Regions from separate parts of the Sus scrofa genome. Here regions 1, 2 and 4 are each linked to region 3. The links are chromatin contacts, called in public Hi-C and promoter capture Hi-C maps. All regions are on one chromosome and are shown on one strand. The core of a region is the stretch at or near the end of the contact, and the rest is flanking DNA. Distances in the headings are between cores, read along the strand shown.

Region 1 (2,970 bases), core at 418-2,917, 280 kb after region 3:
CCCAGAAAGCCTGCTGCAACCCCTTCCTGCTCTCTCAGCAAGTCTTCATTGCAGGCTGCTGCCCTTGGACTTCCCGCCCCCTTAATACACACCATATAAACAGAACCAACTGGGCAACTATATTCCTGAAGGAAATCCTCAGCCAAAATGGAAGATGAAAACTCCAACACATTCAGTAATGTAACACTGATTGTACCTGGATTTCCCTACCTCTTGAGCCTCTGGGGCTCCCGTTCCATTCTCTTTGGACAGCCTCGATTTAAACTGTCATCCTGATAAGCCCTTAGTTCTCTAGTTTCCTCATATGAATTTTTAAAGGAGGAGAGTCCCCCTGGCAGAGTGGACAAATGGAAGAGAACTGGTCCAGGTAACTCCTTATTGCATTACTTAATGGACCAATCCAGGAGCTGTTCAGACTTCCTGTTATAGAAGATAATCAAATTTTCCTATGATATAATCCACCTTTGATTGCAGTTTCTATTACAGCTGGAATCCTAATGATTCTAAGGATGGAAAGAAGAAACTTTGTTATGGATGTTGAGAAAGGCTGGAGCAGGTAGTTACAGATAAGAGATGGCCTCAGGCAGCCTTCTTTAGAGCAGCCCTACTCAAAACGTGGTTCAAGGACCTGCAGCACCCAGGGTTACCTGGGGAGTTCGTTAGGAATGCAAGTTCAAGGGCTTCACCCCAGATGGACCAAGTCAGATTCTCTGGAGTCGGACTGGGAATCTGCATTTTAGCAAGTTCCCCCCCCAGTGATTTTGATGCAACCAAGTTTGGAGAAAACACTCATGGAGGACACTCCTACAGTGGTTTTAATCCTCTAGGTCTCAGCTTCCTTTTCTGTCACAATGTGAGATGCAAATGAAGAACTGGGTGTAAAAATGGTTTGAAAGGGCTCAAACCTTGATTCCTAGGAGAGTCCCTGAGCTGATCCAACTATACCAGGGGTCACAGCATCCAAGGCTGTTGATAGACGTTGGATCAGGCTGGACTCTGCCTCAGCAGCCTGGGAGCGTCTCAAGAGAGGGCCTGTTTCCGTCTGTGTCTCCAGGTGCCAGTGGAAGAACTGACACATTGAGGGTGAGAGTCACTGTCATTCTCAATTGCCTCTAACTTGAGTTTTCTTTTTGGGTCAATCAGGAAAGACTGGAAACTCAGGTTTTGCCCTTGTGGCTAGAGAAGGGCCAGTCCCTGTTGCAGCGCTACCCTTCCTCTCCTACAACCTCAGTGACCTAAGTCGTGCCTCCTCCGTATCCTCCGGGAAGGGATGCCTAGGCTCTCCATTGCGGCGACCTGGTCCTCCCGGATTTGCCTGGCCTTTGACGCCCAAGGATGCACATCACGCGCTGCCCTGGAGACGTAGGAACGACTAAGTCGTGAGCCCTCTCTCCTCGCAAGTTTCTAGGTGTCGACCCCGATGCAGGAGCCACCCTCGGACCCAAGAAGGCCCGGCTTAGAGACGGTGGCCGCGTGCGCGCGCCCCACGCGCCGAGCGAGTGTTCGCGGGTGGGGAGGGCGCGCCCACTGTCCAGAGGGCCAATCAGAACGGGGCAGGCCAGCCAGCCCGGCTCCCAGTGGCCATTCAGGCACGGAGCGAAAGCTCTACTTGCTCTGAGATTGGGCGAGCTTCACGCCAATCAGGGGCGGAACTAGCGGCAGCTCGGCCAATAGTGGGAGGTGGCCGGGTCAGGCCGGTGGCCCTGCGGTCCGCCGGGTGGTCAGCGAGCCCGTTGGCGCTGAGGGAGCGGCCGCCCTCCAGCCCCACCGCGCTGAGCTCTCAGCCCCTCCGGCCCCGCCCACCGGCGCGCCGCGTCATGCCAGGCGCTGCTGGGTGCTAGTGCCTGGGCCACCACCCTCCCGCCCGCCCGAAGCCGCGCCCACTGCCCAGAGCCAGAGGGATGGTGGTAGTCACGGGGCGGGAGCCAGACAACCGTCGTCCGGACGGTGCCATGTCCAGCTCCGACGCCGAAGACGACTTTCTGGAGCCGGCCACCCCTACGGCCACGCAGGCTGGGCACGCACTGCCCCTGCTCCCGCAGGAGGTACCTGGAGGGGGTGGGGGCGCGAGAAGGGGTGCAGAGACAGGAGCCGGTGCCAGACAGAGCTGACCTTGGGATGTGAACAGCGCTGAGGCTGGGGAGGGGGTCAGGCCGAGGGCGGTGCCAGAAGCTGTGCTCCCCTGCCCATCCCACTCCCACCACCCACCGATCCCCCCCTCCCCACGCACCCTCTGTAAAACACGCCAGGTGTGTCTTCCTTGCTCTAGGCAGCACCTGGCCCTCCCATCCCCCTCCTTCCAGGATTCACTCCTTGCAAGCTTGGTACTCCCATCCCTATGGCCCACCCTTACCAACTGGAGGAGGGAAGGAAGGCCATGGGAAGGAGCCCTTGGAACCCCAAGGGATGATAGTGTCTTCCAGAGAATCCAAGAAGAGGCCTTAGTCATTGCCCAAAGCCAGTCTCCAGCTGCCCAGAGAGTGGGCTAAGGGGCAGTGTGCAGATAAGAAGCAGGCCAGTTCATAGCTGTGGCCACACTCACCTGACAACTCCATGGCTTCCCCTCCTAGCTGCTGTGCTGTGATGCATGGTGGCTTCCACTGGTCTTAATGCATGTGACATGATCATATGAACACCTGAAATGACCCTCAAGAGACGAGAAAAGAGGAGGGAAGGTGGGGCCCTGCTGGGCACTGAAGACAGAGACTGGGAGGTAGGGGTTAAGGTAGTGCCAGACATGGGAGCATGTGACGTGGGGAGTCCTGGGCAGATGGCCTGAGCCCCAGAGGGGCTGGGTGGGGCTGGGTGAGGCTCTTGGAAAACTGTAGTGTCCTCTTGGGGTTAGATACTCAAAGCATCATGGGACACTTGTGAAAATGGGCAAAACTCCAGAAGGACTGTTTGTAATTGAAAAAAAAAAAAAAAAGCCATTGGGGACACAGGGTCCAATGTTTCTGTGCATTGTCATTG
Region 2 (3,087 bases), core at 276-2,775, 300 kb after region 3:
CCTGGTTGACTGGCTGGCCTTCCTTGCATGATTTTTCTTCAAAGCAATCACTGCTGTCTCATGTACTATTGTACATAATGTATTTATTATTTACTTATTCCCCCCCCACCACCTCTTCCCTAGAATGTAAGCTTCTCAGCATAGGTACTCCCCCACCCCCCCCACCACTTTTTAACAGTCTGGTATCCTTGGCCTAGCACACACATTAGGTGCTGTAGGGGAGGGGAAATCATTTTCCCTCTGCTCTTCTAAGTTATAATAAAAGAGTAATAAGCAAAAAAACAAACTGAAAATTATTACCATGTATACCTCACACATACAAAGGAGATACCCTGAGAAAAGGCTTAGAATGCCCACTTAAATACCATTTTCCAATAAAGAAAAAACAGGAAAGGTGTTTGTGTGTGTGTGTGTGTGTGTGTAGGGGAGACCAGTTATGGGAGGTGACCAGGGGAATAAAAATAAGCTTAAGGTTTGTCATGCAGCTCTAAGTCAGTGTCTTATCCATAGTTGAGCTTCTAGTGACCTAAGAGTCATCCTTCTCTCCCAGGTACAGAGGGAGACCCCTTTACTAACGTGATCTCCTTCATTAGCTTCATTTCCTGTACAAAAGGTTAACTTCTGGTTTGTTTTCAGGGCTTCTCTGCTTTCTCAGAGGCATATTTTTGGGTGGCATATTCTGCTTCCCTACAGAATTTAGGAATAATCTGAGGAATGAATCAATCTCCATTTGGCAAATAATGAGCAAAGACTGAGAAATTAGACAACCTGTCCAAGATCAGAGGCAGCATTTAGCAAACCTGGTATTCCAACTTAGGTCTCCCTCCAGACACTGTACTCTAGTATTTTCTTTTCTTTTTTCTTTTTTTTTCTCCCAGTCGTGGCTGCACTTTGTGCCATAGATACCATCCAGAATACAGAGGCAGCCGCTGTCTCCAACATTCCTGAAATGGGAATCACGGAGAACTGGATTCCATTTATGACTCGATCATTAATACTGTGTGACACTGGGTAACTTATTAACCTCTGGAATTCAGTTATGCTCAGCTATAAAACCTGCTTCTAGGTCAGTCACTCTCTTTAAGGTCCTTTAAACTCAAACCACGTTCAAAATCCTAAGATCCGTGTGAAGCTATGGGATTCATTACTTTCTCAGGCAGCCTCATTCCCCACAGACTGCAACTGTCCACTGGCCCAAAGACTTCTCTCCCGCAGCCTTTCCAGTGCCTCCCATTTCGAGCTAAGGATGAGCAGCGTCTCTCTCAGTGGGATTCCCAAATACAGTGGGTGAGGAAAAGACAGGGAAACGCCGGCTTCTCCGTCGGCTTCTGAACGCTCCAGGTCAGGGACCCAGCACTAGGGCTGAGGGCGCCTCCTTCCTCATGCCCGACGGCTTTGTCGCCACTGTCATCCACGCCAGCCTCGCCCTCGCGCCACCCAGGGCAGATGCCGATGGGCACCTACACCCTCCCGGCGAGCTCCGAGCCCCGGAAGTGACGTCATGCGTGCGTGGCGTGCGCTCGCGGCGCCGGGGGCGGGGCGTGCGAGAGGGAGGGCCGGCGTGAGGGCGGGTTGTGGACTGGCGCCGGGACCTACTCGAGCGACGCGGGGAGAGCTGCGGTCCCGACGCGGGTGGAGCAGCCGGCGAGGTACGGGGCGGACGGACGGGACCCGAGGGGGGCGCGGTTCGCGACTCGCGGTGGCGGTGCCGTCCCGACAGGGGCTGCTGGGTCATTGGTCTAGGCTGTCCACCCGGCCGGGGCCATCTCGCTCCGGTCCCTCTTGCCGTCCTTCGTCCCAGCCCAGGGCCCGGTGGCGGGGCCCTGGCCGGTCCCAGGCCGTCGCCGGCCCCCTTCATCCTCTGCGCGTTCGGCCTGCCGTTTTAGGGCGCTTGTCGCCAAGTTGCCCGCGGCCCGGCCCAACTCCGACGGACAGACGCGTCTCGTTTCCTGGCCGCCTCCTGCCGCCTGTCCAGCTCTCGCGGGATGGCTTCCCTCCGACCGGCTCACTCAGTCCAGTCGGCAGAGTACCAAGGGACACCTGTGGTGGTGACCGGCTGGGTCGTGCCTTGGGCTCCTTGGGGACCCGTCGCAGCCCGGCCTGGGCAGGGCCGCCGGGACCTCGGGAACCCGCGTCGGTCTCAGAGAGGGAAGGGTCCGGGAGCTGGGAGGATGCTGTCTTTCGCGGCGTGGGAGCTGGAAGACTGGTCCTAACTTTCGCCCTATGATTGAGGACAAAGTTGTGGGCCTGAGGTTAGGAGCACAAGTCCCTGCTTCCGAACCGTCTTGGAGGAGAGCAGAGGTGATGCTCATCACGGAAGTTTAGTCGACAAGGAGGAGGGACCCAGCCGCTTCAGGGAGTAGATCAGAGTCTGCTGGTGGTGTCTCAACGCTGATGGCCAAGCCCTGTGATTGGGAAATGTGTCCGTGGGCTATGGGGGCTCGCTTTGCTCATGAGCTTAGATGTGAAAATTGGTCAGGATGAGTTTACAGCATCACCTGGGGAGTCGTTTTTTGGATCTGAAGAGTTGTGGCTTTTGTTTTGTTTTTGAGATTAACTCATTGTTGTACCTTTTTCTGTAAACCTAAGGCTGCAAAAGTACACTTACCCCCCCCCCCAAGTCTATTAAGGTTACTAATAAGTAACTTAAGCAGTACCAAGGAAGCTTCCCAGAGGTGCAAGAAGATTTGATTTTTATTCGATCCATTTCATGACAGATAACGTTAGTTTTAAGAGTTACTGATTCTCAGGTGGAAAATTAAGAAGTGTTGAAGGATTTGAATTTTGGGGACCTTCCAAGCCATCATTTTCTTCTCCAGAAAGTAGGCACTTTAAGGGAGAAGGACAGCAGAGATCCTTGCCATAAATGTGAGCAGTGTGAGCTAAGAGAGGTCACTGAGGGGGGACACCCCAAGTGTCTGGAGGGACCGCAGGGAGTGAAATGTATCTGAAAGTGTCCTGAAGAATGAGTAACATTCAGACTAGCAAGATGGGGTGGGAATTTTAGGGGTAGTGGGAATGTGGGCGTGGGGCAACTAAAGGAGAAGAGGGCAGTAACTCCCGGGAGGTGGTTTTTGAAAAGTGAAA
Region 3 (3,346 bases), core at 223-2,722:
GCGATCAGCTCTACTGAAGAGTGTGGAGAGTGGCAGGGGGACTCTTAGGGCTCAGGGGAGGCCTTTGGGGGCCAGGGCCCATAGGATATGAACTCTAGACACCCTGGCAGAACTAGGTGAACCTGAGCCCTGCGGGGAATCCTTGAACCTCCAGACCTTTGAACATCTCAGGTAGAAGGCAAGGCAGGAGTGAGGCAAATAGCTCTGTGAGTCTGGGAGCAGCCTGGGGAAGAGTTTCCTGAGGACATACATATGTGGGGCATGTGACCATCAACAAAGACAGAATTGTGGCCCTGGGGATTACAGATTCCCCCCCTTGTCCCTGCAGGGACTGCTGTGGCTGGGGTTCCATCCCTGGCCCAGGAACTTCCACATGCTGTGGGTGTGGCCAAAAAAACCCACCACCAAAGCAGCAAGAATCTCCTGTCCCTCACAGCTGTATGCCCAGAGTCTGGCACCAGCCCTGCCATATAGCAGGGACTTAATACACATTGGCTGAAGGGGTGGATAACCGTGCTGATGAGATCAGCTGCTCAGATGGTTTGTATCCAAGCTCTGGTGGCAGAGCCCAGGGCACCAAGGTCTCCATGGAAAGAGTTGCACCCAGGGCCACAACCAGTCTGGGGTAAAGAGGATCTAAAGAGACAAGACTCTGACTAAGAGGAAGGTGATCAACCGACTGCCCCAGGGAGGAAGGCTGGCAGGGGTACCGGAGCTGCTCCGCTGAGGAAACTGTGAGTGCGGCACATGCCTGGCCCCAGCCCCCGCCCCTTTCTTCCTCTGCTGATGAAGCCTGGGCGGCAAAGACTAAAAAAGGGGATCTAAGAAAGGCGAGCGAAAGATGGGCACACAGGCTTGCCCCACTCAAACCAAGTCTTAAGGGAGACTAGAGGGGGGTCCTTGGCTGGCTGGCTGCCAAGCCCCGTCCTCTGCCTGAACCTTGGAACCCAAGGTCCTTCCTGCCAGGGCAGAGCTGGCCCTAAGATACCCAAAGCCTCCCCTCCTGCTTCTATGCAGCCACCCGCCCCTGCTCCATGCGGACACGGCTCGGGTTCCACTTCCCCCAGCAGCGTCGGGCCCACCCATTTCCTCCTTCCCGGTCCCTCCGGTGAGCCGACCCAAAGCCCCCTAAGCCCGTTCGCCTTTAACCTCCTCTTGGCCAGCAGTTCCGAGGGCACATGGGAAGGCGCCCCATACCCCCACCTGACTTCCAGGAGTTTCCCTGCTCTGACCCCGTGCCCCGTCCCCGCATCTCGCACCTCCCGCAGCGGCTTCCGGTACCACTGCTGCTCGAAGCCCTGGCGCCGGTTGTCGGAGAAGTCGGCGCGGAAACTCCAGAGGCCATTCAACTCCTTGCGCTCCCGCGATCGGCTCTCCTGGGGGTAGAGCATCCCGCCCTGCAGCAGCGCCAGCCCGCAGCCCCAGAGCAGCGGGCCGAGCACGGCCCAGGCGCCCGCCGGACCCCGGACCATGATTGCCCAGCGGGCAGGTAGCTGCCAGCCTCCCCACGCCCGGAGCCCCAAGCACGGGAGGCGGGGGCGGGGGCGGGGCGTGAGTCACGTGTCCCCCTTCCCCCGCCCGGGAGGGGCCATCTTGACTGAAGGCGATTGAGGGGCGGGGCGGGGCGATTGCGGGGCGGGGCGGGTAGGCCTCGGAGAGGCCGGTGCCCGGGAGGCGGCATCCCGCCCGCCTTCCTGCGCGAGGTCGGCGACGCGGGGAGGGCCCGCCGGGAGCCCGAGCCCCAGCCCCTGCCCCGAAAAGAGAAGCTTAGCGGCTCCTAGTCTGCAGGGTCACTGCCTGCCCCCGCCTTCCCCCTCCCCGGCTCGCGCTCAGGGAGGCCGGACCAGGCGCTGGAACAGGACCCCGGGGAGTCAGGTTCGCCCTTTGCGTCTAGAAGGCCTACCTGGGCCACGTCCACTCGCTTATGCCTGCGGGACACTGGTGAGCTCAGGCGAAGCCTCACCATGCCTCGTGACGTCTGCCCTGCGTGGTGGCCCGGCCCTAGCCTTGACCCTGGACCTCCACCTTCGGTCACCGGGGCCGCGGACCCGTACCCGGCATAGCGGCCACTTAAAGAATGTGAGGAGAGGGCGTCTATGATGCTAGTAACGCAGCCTGGATCCAGTTGTTCCGTACAATTACCTGATTTTCAAGGTATTACGTTTTACTCAGATTTCACGGTCACCAAAGCAATCTTCTGTTAATGGACCTTGGTATTGTAAACAAAGTATTTCCCGGGATAGTAAAAATAAATATATTGTAAGAACTGACAAGGTCTAAAGGTTTTTACCCCCCTGGATGCTTACAATATAAAAATAAACAAAAGTAGGATACAAAAGTATATATAGTTTGATCCCAGTATTGCTAAAGTTATATCCACACAGAAATAGAAAGAGACAAATGTGAAGTGTCATTGTCAGTGTTATAGATGATTTCCATTTTATTCCCCATAATTTTCTGAATTGTTGAAACTTTCTATAGTGAACAATGCATTATTTTTATAATCAGAGTGACACCAGTGAAACTTTTCAAAACAGCAGGAGGGGAGTTCCTGATGTGGCGCAATGGGATCAGCAGTGTCTTGGGAGCGCTGGGTCGCAGATTCCATGCTGGACAGGGTGGATTAAGGATCCTGCATTATCGCAGCTGGGGCTTAGGTCCTCACTAAGGCTCAGATCTGATCCCTAGCCCCAGATATCCGTATTCCTCGGGGCAACCAAAAATGAAAAAACAAAAGGAGACAAGAGGAGGGAGTTCTGCTGTGGCACAGTGGGTTAAGAATCTGACTGCAGGGGCTGGGTGGCTGAGGAGGCAGGGTTCCATTCCTGGCCTGGCAGCCGTGGGTTAAAGGATCTGCCACAGCTGCTGCTTCCTGGATTCAGTCCCCCTGGCCTGAGCACTTCTGTAAAAGAAATAAGAGAGAGGAAAAAAGAAGAAAAGAAAAACAGCAGGAGTTCACTGGTGGCTCAGCGGGTTAAAGCTGCAGTGGTGTCACTGCTGTTGCTCTGGTTACTGCTGTAGGGTGGGTTCATGCCTTGGCCTGGGCACTTCCACGTGCTGATGAGGCCAAAAAATAAAAAAAAGAAACTTTCCAGAAAAAAAAAGCAGGTATTTAAAAGAAGCAAACAGGCAAAAAATAAATAGGTGTTGATCTGCTTCGATAAATTAATAAATTGATTTTCCATTTGCAAGTCAATCTGTATGTATTTGGTACAAGTTGATTTTCTGCTGGTCAAAATTTTTTCTTGGTCAAGATCCAGTAAAACTTGGTTTCCCATTGTAGGAACCTGACAACCAGACCCTGTTAAATTCCGTCTGCCAGTTTCCTTACCCCCTAATTCTGCCA
Region 4 (3,017 bases), core at 258-2,757, 510 kb after region 3:
GCTCCGATTGGACCCCTAGCCTGAGAACCTCCATATGGTGTGGATGGGGCCCTCAAAAGACAAAAAAACAAAAAAAAGTAACCAACCCCAAAATAATACTTATTTTTATTAATTATTTTTATTTTTTTCCATTATAGCTGGTTTAGAGTGTTCTGTTAATTTCCTACTGTACAGCAAGGTGACCCAGTCACACATACACATATACATTCTTTTTTCTCACATTATCATGCTCTATCATAAGTGACTAGAAATAGTTTCCACTGCTATACAGCAGGAGAAAATAATTGCTAAAAATAATACTTTAAAGTTTAACCTATCTCTAAGTACTTACACCACAAATGGATATTAGGGTCGATTATGCTGCAGTGGTTAGAACGCACCTGCTTACAGATTTCAGTCTGGTCATCTGTTCCAAATGCACTGATGAGATCTTCCTTCTTTGCAACTTGACCTTTAGAAACATTTACAAACACTGAGTGGGTCTGTAGAACTTCATCAAGATCTTTTTCCCTTGTGAGAACAGGAGAGAAAGTCCTAAATAAATACTTTTGCAACTTGGAAGTTCGTTCACATATAAATCCAAGACGGCAACGATACAAATAGTAAGAAACAACTACTTCTAAACGACCCTTGGTGCCCGGGGAACGTTTTCCAAATTGAGAACTCCATTTGTATTCACATTTACTCACTGGGGAAAAACATCGTGGGAATATGCGTGAATCACTGAGGGGTGGGGTCAGGCTGCCGCCAAGGAATTCCGTTCTCTAGATGGCAGCAGTGAATATGCTACGCACTCTAGTTAAATTACTGGGCTTAGATCTGTGACATGCACAAACTATAGAAGTACCTGGAAGACTACGACCTTTGCCTTGATCATCATTCCGAGAAAAGAACCACAATTAGAAGGGTTTCTTGGCCGTAGCTTTTATGACATTACAGCAAAAGCAAAAACCAAACCCCAAACCACACCAACAAAACAAAAAAGAGAACGTTCGCTTTAGACGCTAAGCGCGAGCAGCAGGAGTAAACTTCCCACTTCCTTCCCTGACAAGACCCCAGCATGGCAAACTCATTAGACAACCAGAGGGAGGTGGGCTCCAAGGCTATCAGCTCCAGCTCCCGCCAGGGATCGGAGGGAGAGGGTCACTCACACGCCGCTCCGCCAGCCGACGACCTTATTTTTGTAGCAGGCGATTTCAAAGCGCTTCCCGGCTCGCTTCATCCGTACCACAGCCACATTGGTCAGGCGTATCTGGTTGGTGGGGGTGAAAATCGACATCGCGGCCACTCAGCGACCTTGGGACCGGCGAACCAAGGTAAACCCGCGCCGCCGGCCTGAGGCCACCTGCGCCTCGATGTAACCACCCGGCGAGCGGCACAGTCACGCCCGCAGACTGGGCGACGCAGTGACTAACACCCTCGCGGGCCACCCCAATACACCCAGCTGACTTATTGCGCAGGCGTCAGGTGTTGCGGGAACCGCGCGAGGAAGAGGGGGCAAAAACGCCTGCGCATTGTGGCTTTTACGACATCATTCGGCGCCGGAAAGAGTAGCGCTCTTCCTTGACGTAATTTACTTTCGCGAAAGAACCAAAGAGCTCTGATTGGCTGGTGGAGATGTTTGGGGACCGGGTGGAAACTCTGACGCCGGTGCCTCATAGTTCCGGGAGTTCAGGGCCACGCCCCCCTTAACTTTACCTTATATAAAAATTGTAACACAAAATACTTAGAGAAAAGTGTAATGAGCCCCCATGTACCCATCATTCTTTCCAACAATTATCAATATTTTGCTTTTCTTGTTTCATTCTCCCTCTTTTTTTTTTGGTTGGAGCATTTTAAAGCAAATCATCTTGTGGTTTTAGCTTTAAATAGTGAAACTTCCAACAGATACACCTAACAAGATTAACCATAATCCCCTAATAACACCTCCTAGCCAACTCACAATCAAATTTACCCTAAATAATGCCTTTTTTACAGTTGGTGTGTTTCAACTGAGATTCAAATGGGATCACAAATTGCATTCGGTTGATTATGCCCTTAGTCTCTTTTAACGCTCCTCACCCCCCATTTTTTCCCCTAAATCACTCCTGTCTAATTCGGCTTTTCTCAAAGTCCGTTCCCTCCTCTATGCGGATTCCTGAGTGTGCAGGAGCTTTCCAGTTTCCATTCTCGGAGCCCTGGGCAGGGCTTTTCTCTGGGCCCATTCCTTCCCTTTCTGAGCCAATCCGACGGGGCCGGGAGTGCTCTGGATTACACTCACCAAGTTCTGGGCGGTGTTTTTTCTGGGCCCGCCCCCTTTTCCCTCTGAGCCAATCCGAGCGGGGCCGGGAGCTCTCCGGTTTCTTTTCACCAAGCTCTGAGCGGAGCTCGCCTCTGGGCCCGCCCCTTCCCCCTCTGAGCCAATCCAGACAGGCCTGCGAATGGCATGGCTGCCCCCAGTTTCTCAGGCTCTGGGCACACGGCTAATGCTACAAGGAGGTTCTGGCGGTTTCCCAGTATTCGCGCCGGACGCTAGGTTTGTTAGGTCCGCTGTCCTGGGCTCCAGTCGCGCCGCAGGACTTGGGCTCTAAGAAGAATGGGTAAGGGCCCCCAGCGGGCAAGATTCCTGGGGCGGGAAGGGAGAGAGCCGTTTTTCTGAGACCCTCGGGCCCCTTCCCCCGGAATACGTTGACCTTCTCACCCTGGGACCAGTGTTGCTGAGGACAAGGGAGGACTGATCCCTGCTTGTGACCTGGCTTTGGCCTTTTGAGGCTAGGAGATGAGTATAGACCTATGCCCCTAAACTCATGTAAAGGGCAGAAAAAACCGCCTCTCCCCCTCACCCACGGGTGTTGAGGACTTTTGGTCCTTTCTAGGATGGAGTAGCACCTGTAAACCCCCAATTTTAGATTTCGGCTTTTAAAATTGCCCCCAAGTTCAGCATTTAAGGCCAGGTCCATCCATAGCTCCCTTTAAAAAGTGGGACTTGAGGTCAGTTACTTGTGCAAGTAGCTCTTGGTCTCTAAAAATAAAATTAA

The links. Promoter capture Hi-C pulls out the DNA fragments that hold promoters and counts their contacts. Hi-C and Micro-C count contacts between places; a contact is called where the count stands out from the background.
Region 1: a Hi-C map of skeletal muscle shows a contact between it and region 3, with 2.5 times the contacts expected there. The contact joins the promoter of KCTD7 here to the promoter of GUSB in region 3. A contact is called at or near these places in 1 of 5 promoter capture datasets (fetal skeletal muscle), 5 of 47 Hi-C or Micro-C datasets (embryonic fibroblasts, heart right ventricle, retroperitoneal adipose tissue and 1 more) and 2 of 2 datasets of contacts at active chromatin or transcription factors (alveolar macrophages and skeletal muscle).
Region 2: a contact with region 3 is called in a promoter capture Hi-C map of fetal skeletal muscle, with 5 times the contacts expected there. The contact joins the promoter of RABGEF1 here to the promoter of GUSB in region 3. A contact is called at or near these places in 1 of 5 promoter capture datasets (fetal skeletal muscle) and 1 of 2 datasets of contacts at active chromatin or transcription factors (alveolar macrophages).
Region 4: a Hi-C map of embryonic fibroblasts shows a contact between it and region 3, with 2.2 times the contacts expected there. The contact joins the promoter of SBDS here to the promoter of GUSB in region 3. A contact is called at or near these places in 1 of 5 promoter capture datasets (fetal skeletal muscle), 1 of 47 Hi-C or Micro-C datasets (embryonic fibroblasts) and 2 of 2 datasets of contacts at active chromatin or transcription factors (alveolar macrophages and skeletal muscle).

The regions. Positions count from the first base shown.
Region 1 is chr3:16,392,558-16,395,527 of Sscrofa11.1, reverse strand. It overlaps KCTD7 (BTB/POZ domain-containing protein KCTD7), which reads left to right and starts at 1,667. Exons shown (of 4, transcript XM_003354517.4): 1 at 1,667-2,045. The coding sequence starts at 1,902.
Region 2 is chr3:16,375,042-16,378,128 of Sscrofa11.1, reverse strand. It overlaps RABGEF1 (rab5 GDP/GTP exchange factor), which reads left to right and starts at 1,525. Exons shown (of 9, transcript XM_003124438.6): 1 at 1,525-1,649.
Region 3 is chr3:16,670,197-16,673,542 of Sscrofa11.1, reverse strand. GUSB (glucuronidase beta) reads right to left here and starts at 1,472. Exons shown (of 12, transcript NM_001123121.1): 1 at 1,260-1,472. The coding sequence starts at 1,472.
Region 4 is chr3:16,160,014-16,163,030 of Sscrofa11.1, reverse strand. SBDS (SBDS, ribosome maturation factor) reads right to left here and starts at 1,507. Exons shown (of 5, transcript NM_001244393.1): 1 at 1,152-1,507; 2 at 381-510. The coding sequence starts at 1,279. TYW1 (S-adenosyl-L-methionine-dependent tRNA 4-demethylwyosine synthase) reads left to right here and starts at 2,379. Exons shown (of 16, transcript XM_021086357.1): 1 at 2,379-2,579. The coding sequence starts at 2,576.